2 separate regions of the Mus musculus genome follow, and region 2 is linked to region 1. Evidence: chromatin contacts called from public Hi-C data. All regions are on one chromosome and are shown on one strand. Each heading gives the region's core, a stretch centred on a gene start, on an enhancer-like site or on the middle of the called end of the contact. The rest is flanking DNA. Distances are from core to core; before and after follow the strand shown.

Evidence for each region. A called contact is a pair of places that touch in the nucleus more often than the background predicts.
Region 2: a Hi-C map of beige adipocytes shows a contact between it and region 1, with 3 times the contacts expected there. The contact joins two enhancer-like sites. A contact is called at or near these places in 3 of 484 Hi-C or Micro-C datasets (beige adipocytes and liver).

What each region holds. Positions count from the first base shown.
Region 1 is chr13:30,395,557-30,398,808 of GRCm38.p6, forward strand. No RefSeq gene overlaps it. Among named protein-coding and RNA genes, the nearest start is that of Agtr1a, 61 kb to the left of the region's middle. Within about 2 kb of position 1,490, at least 6 of the 459 cell types and tissues checked have an H3K27ac peak or open chromatin away from gene starts, as enhancers often do. A contact at or near this core is called in beige adipocytes, where this site is marked.
Region 2 is chr13:30,523,480-30,526,731 of GRCm38.p6, forward strand. No RefSeq gene overlaps it. Among named protein-coding and RNA genes, the nearest start is that of Uqcrfs1, 20 kb to the right of the region's middle. Within about 2 kb of position 1,607, at least 9 of the 459 cell types and tissues checked have an H3K27ac peak or open chromatin away from gene starts, as enhancers often do. A contact at or near this core is called in beige adipocytes, where this site is marked.

The sequences.
Region 1 (3,252 bases), core at 240-2,739:
TTCATCTCTACTCCAGCTTCCGGCCCTTTTGCCATCATGGAGACTAGGAAGTGGGGGAATGGATGAGAACTCCAGAAAGAACTCTACCTCCCCTCACCCATTGGCATGTTTGCAAAATAAAATCTATGTAAGTTCAGTTGCTGGGAAGTCATAAAAATAACAAATGAACTCTTAAAAACAAACAAACAAAACAGAGAAGTAGAGAGTGCTGGGAGCAGAGCCCATTCCAGACCCAACTGTGAAATCACTATAGTTGCTGGTGTTGTGCTCATGGTCTGCTCTGTGTGCAGGATTCTCTGGGTTTCTTCCCTGCAGCCCCTGGACCTACATTACCAACTCTCTTCACCCACCAAAACAAAATTGTAACCCTTGGCTAATCTCTTATCTTTTACATAACTTACTTATATGACTCTTTTCCCTTCCCTTCATCAAACCATCCCTCAGCTATGCCAGAAAGGCTGTGATAAAGCTTCCTGTTGGATCTGGGGGCCATGCGTGACTCAGTAGTAGGTAAGGGCACTTGGGGTGCAGGCATTAGGGCCTGCCTTTGGACCCCTTAAGCCCACACAAAAGCTGGATGTGGCAACACACACCTGTGACCCAGCTCTGGAAAGCAGAGACTCGGGGATTGCAGAGGTTTGCTAGTCTGTCAGCTTAACAAAGCAACAAACAAACAACCACAAGAACTCAATGAGCTCCAAGATCGATAAGAGAGGATTAAAAGGATAAAATGGGAAACGACAAAGCAGGACCCTGATATCCTTCTGTGGCCTCTATACACACATGTATAGGCATGGCAACCCATGTGCTATTCTCTCTCTCTCTCTCTCTCTCTCACACACACACACACACACACACACACACACACACACACACCACGTTTCCTATATTAAAACATTTTGGAAAGGAAAAGTTCTTGGATTCTGACTTCCTCAACTCCTCTGTTTTACAGATTTCACAGAGGGCCCAGGACAAAGTCTCATGAGGAACGAAATGTTGGAAGTGCAGTCCCAGAGGGAATACAGCTTAGGAACAGGGGTTTTGGGGTTTCTTAAAGTCACACTAAATGTCAGCCCTAAGATCCGGAAAAGGAAATGAGAAGGAATGAAATATTGGCCCCCAGGGATCTGGCAAAGAGGAGAAAGGGAAGGCTGCTTTTTCAGGGATTAGGAAAGAGAAGGCTGAAATTTTGGTTTATGTATAAACTGCTGTCAAAAAAAAAGTCTTCATCAAGAGCAGCTTGTACTCTTTCTTTCCTTCCCAGGCTCACACCTCTCACGGAACCAACTTCACATAGCAAAGCACCTGTGTCAGGGAGGGGTCCAGGAGACACCTTGAAATGCTGATGCGTGCCTTGGGGACCCATGGCTAAAAATGGGCTCCCCAAAGCTTCACAGCGTTCGTTCGATCACCTCGCCTGGAATCCATGGTAGGCTGTGGTTTCTAATGCTGTGTGGGCTGCGCCACAGTCTAAGAGTCCGTGTGGCTTGACATCTCCCAGGGAAGCCTTTGGCCCTCCTAGGTGGGTCACGCTCTGGGTGGTGAGGATCCAGATCAGAGTTCAGCCAAAGCTGGAGACTCCAATCTCCCACTCTCTGCAGGAAAGATGACAATCGCTCACATTTGCTTATGAGAGAGTTGTACTCAGAAACAACTCGGGGAGCTTCCTCTCAGAGGAAGTTTGTTACTTTTGGCACAATAACTATTTTTAAAATATTATTTAAGCTGCTTTGGAATAATAACAGAAATTCAGAGCACTGAAAGAATCCAGAGTAGAAAGCCCTAGAAGAATCCAGAAACCACAGCCCAGCGTCCCAGCAGCTCTGTTAGCTCTGACTTGGGGTTTCTATGCGACTTCTGAGTCATCCCGCATCCATGGCTTTGCCCATGCCAGGGAAGCTGGCCGTGCTTTAAGGAACAAGTTGCAATGCCTTCATGGTTAAAAAGAATGCAAACAGCATCAATTCTAAGATTCCAAAGGTTTAGCCATGTACAAACTCTATATGCCACATCGAAGGACAGAGAGAGCACCAGTGTTCTTCCATCCATCTATTTTCTCTGAAATGCGTATATATGCACAGCAAGCAAGCAAGTAGAACACCATACTCGCCGGGTCACTGACTATCCCCTCAGTTCAAACCCACTATCACAAACACAAATGTGCAAATGCCTCAAACCCAGGTCACTTAATGGCTATTCAGAGAATGACATGATCATTAAATGAATTTAACCACTGATAAATCCAGACAGCTATAGTCTAACTATTCTTCATGTAGTATGCAAAAGATTTTAATTTTTACATTGTTTTTTCAAGACAGGGTTTCTCTGGGTGGTTCTGACTGTCTTAGAACTCACTTTGTAGACCAGGCTGGCCTTAAAGTCAGAGATTGACCTGCCTCTACCTCCTGAGTACTATGCCTTGTTAGGCTCAAAAATATTTTATTTAATATTCATACATGAATTAAACATGTTTGGATCAGATCCATCACCATTCTTTTCTTGCCAATTACCCAATTATCCCTTTCCCCAGCCAGTTTTCTTCCAATTTCTTGTGTTATCTTTTCATTGCACTCCAGCTCAGTATGGGGAGGGAGGATAGAGACAGGAGTGGGCTGGACGGCTGTCAGCCTAGGGTCAGGTACAATGAGAGAGCCTGTCTCATAAGAATGAGGTGATGAACAAGAGCTGGACACTCAAGTCTTCCTCTGGCCTCCTCCGTGCCTGCACACTCCTACACATACCCTGCATAAAGATACAGGAATACAAATATTTCTGAGGCTGAAGAGATGGCCCAGCAGTTAAGAGCACTGTCTGATCTTCCAGAGGTCCTAAGTTCAATTCCCAGCAACAACATGGTGGTTCACAACCATCTATAATGAGTTCTGATGCCCTCTTTTGGCATGTAGGTGTACATGCAGATCTAGCATTCATATACATTAAATAAATAGTTTTTTAAAAAGAAGACTTTTAAAAAAGAATAACAATACCTCTTTAAAAAGTAAAAGAAATGAAATAAAATGCTGATATCTTTCTCATCTTCACAAGTCTGATTACACTTTTGCCATCAGAGTTTAACCCTACAATTTTTAATGTAGTTTTTAAAAAATCTACAATGTGTAGCAATGATGAGAATCATGGAATAAATTGAGTGAACAGGACAACAGTGCTGTTTAGTAGCCCGCTAATCTGTAAAAAGCCATAAAGTGCAAATGTTTACAGCAGTGTAGAACTCTTCTGCGGCGCTTCAGTGCA
Region 2 (3,252 bases), core at 357-2,856, 130 kb after region 1:
CAAATTCCTGGATATATGACACAATGGCTTGGACCCAAAGGCATGAGCCAAACTAAGGCTGGCTGTCCCACATAGAGCGGTTAGATTTTTTCCCCTTTATAAGGTCAACTATTTCTACTTGGTTCCTTTTCCAGATCTGCTCCCACTCAGACACTTGAGTTACTCATAGCCAGTGTGCCCAAGAAACCTCAAGAGCATTAGTCAGTCTATCATTCTGCAACCATGGCCTTTAGACCTATATACTGCAATTAACTTACTGGCAATTATATTACTGGGTGGGGTGAAGGGATCACATTTTAAACTGGTATTACTTGACATCACAGGAGCCACACACAAAGCATGTGTCCTCAGAAGTGCTTCCCAGCGCAGCTCCACCTCTCCAATTCTAACGACCTTTAGGATACTGTACAAACCTAGCCTGGTGAGGATTTTCCCAAAAGGTTCCAAGTATGTGCATGGCCTCTTCTCTCAGCATGTCCGAGTTTGAACTGCTAATGTGGCAAACAGCTCCCTAGGCAGGGTTACTGCCAAACACGCATCTAAATCCTGGAACTCAGCAGTTATCACATGGAATCCCTTTGGTTCCCCCCAAACATCTAGCATGTGTGTGAAATAGCGAGGTTAATGTTCCTGGCTCAGGGCTTCCTGGAATAGCAATGTCTTCCTGGAATGACCACAGTGCAGAACGGGATGAGGAATGGCGAGCTTTGCCAGATGAATGCAGACTCTCGAAGGCTTCGGAGTGAGTTGACAGAAGTGTTGATTTGCTCCGAGCTGAGGAGGGATTGGAGTGAATCCGGAGCATTTGGAAGGAACTGGGGTATTACACTGGTTATAGCCACAGCCACGCCACTCAGATGTCAGAGATAGAAATGCTGAAGCAGACTGGGGATCGAGCGCTGCAAGATCAGAGTCTCAAATCTCTATTTTGATCTGGCAGTAACGTGTCTTTGGTGAGGGGGAAGAATACCAACTGCACGATACTTCCCAGCAGTAATCTTTTCACACCCCCTCTTTATCCCAAACAGTAAGAAAGTCTCTCGGCTTTTCTACCTTAGAGAGCCTGAGCCTGGAGCTGGGGCTGAGGACAGTAAGTGCTCCCCAAGAGTGATGCTAAGACTTCTGAAGACCCACCTCTTCCTGAGCCCACTCTCTGCATCCACATCCCTGTCCGTGGCTTTTCTTTTGGTATAACCTAAACTAAGCAAGACAAGAAGGCAGGGCAAATGGTTGCATGATCCTGACTAGAGAAAAGGCTTTGAGGTTAATCTGTACAGCACCCACAACTGTCACCTCTGAGGAGAGTAACGCTTTCCTCCTAGTTTTCTGCTTTGCGTATCATTAGTCTTTACCCAATGCTCTGTTGACAAGAGACACTAAGCGGTGTTGTCTCCAGTCTCCTCCCCTAAAATGTGACATTTCTAATACAGTAGGGAATGAGTATGATGGTGAGTTATCCACAGGCAATGTTCAGAGTTGCTCTATAGATTGGGATACACGAGATGATTGTCCTCAATTTTTTATTTACTTCTTAATAGTCACAGGCCCAGAGTCCTCCGCGTGGCTTTGCCGATCCTTCCAATATGAATGAATATCTACGCCAGCTGTGTTGTTGAGCTTGGCAGGGTGACTGATTGGCCAATGCCTTTTTGGCAGAGCTCTAAACATGCTTTTGTGGATTGGTCTGCCAGCTAACATTTTTGTTCTCTTCTGTAAGAAGCACATGCTGCACGGGGCTGGTTGAGCAGAAAGAAACCCGTAGGCTGGAGCCATGGCCAACAAATTGAAGCTCAGCTAACAGCCTGTATGTCTTAGTCGCTTTTCTGTTGCTGTGGTAAGATACCTTGACAGAAGCAAGTTTAGGGAGAAAGGGTTTATTCTCCTCACAGTTCCAGAGAGAATACAGTCGGTCATGACGGGGAAGGCACGGCAGGTGGACCAGTAGGTCACCTGCCACATTGCATGGCCAGGAAGCTGAGACGGAAGAGAGGCTGTAAAATCCCAAAGCCAGTTCTCAGTGACACACTTCCTCCTCCAAGACTCCACCTCCATAACCTTCCCAAACAGAGCTGGAGAGCAACTGTTCAAACGCATGAGCCTACACTCCACATTCAAAGCTTGCAGCATAGATCCATGATGGAGGAAAAGTATTTCCCTATAAACCCGAATTTGAAATGTTTGCTATGTAGCAAAAATGAAATAAGAGGGTTACATGTTTGAAAATGTGTCATAGTTTCTTTTCTGAGCTCTTTGCTTGTGGCAAACAAGTTAGGGGAGAAAGGTTTTATCTTAGCTGAGAATCCCAGGGTTCAGTCCATCTTAGCAAGGAAATCCAGACAGTGGGAATTTAAAACACCTGGTCACATGACATCCACAGTCAGGAGCACAAAGAGAAATGAACAAAAGCATACTTAGTGCTTGGGTAGCTTTCTTACCTTTACACAGTCCGGGACCCTGAACTAGGAAATGGCACAACCCCATATCAGGCTGGAGCTTTCCACACCAGTTAAAATATTCTCCATAGACAGTGTCACAGATGAAAGTGATCTAGATAAATTCTCATTGTGACTCCTGGAACCCTCCTCCATGAGTCTACATTATATAAAGTTGACGGTTAAAAGTACCCATCACAATATGTAAAATAATGGTTGGTCCCAGTTAACCACAATGATCCCAAAAGCTCTGTATGCTACATCGCACTATATGCAAATGTAACGTTCAGCCTTTACTAGTGGGTGTGAAGTGCTGCGCAGCACTGTCTATATAAGAGATGTTAACTAAACCAAATGAAAGTTTTGATTAACAGGTCTTAGGGATGAAAAAGTTCTCCTTTCCTTTGTATAATACAAAACCCCTGAGGCTTGGCTTACACAATTTTAAACAAGGGGAGGACCAAGTCTTTAGCCAACTTAGAGATGTTAAAACTGATTTAAAAATTATGTTTGTCTTGTTGGACACCTAATGTTTCAAAATATGACTAGCATGTGCTCTCTACATTACTAGATTCTAAGGAAAGACATGTTATATTTATATTCCTAGGTAAATAAATTAAAATTAGAATTATGAGGATCTTACAAGACTATTTGGAAGTAATGGTATTCTTTTAAAAAATGAGAGCGTCTATCATCATTTTAATCTAATGTACTCTTAAAAACATAATCATGGTAGCATAAAAAAAAAGAGGGGATGATTTGCCTACTCATATATAAAATTTGCTCGTATGAAACCAAGTATAGAGCAGAGTAATAATAT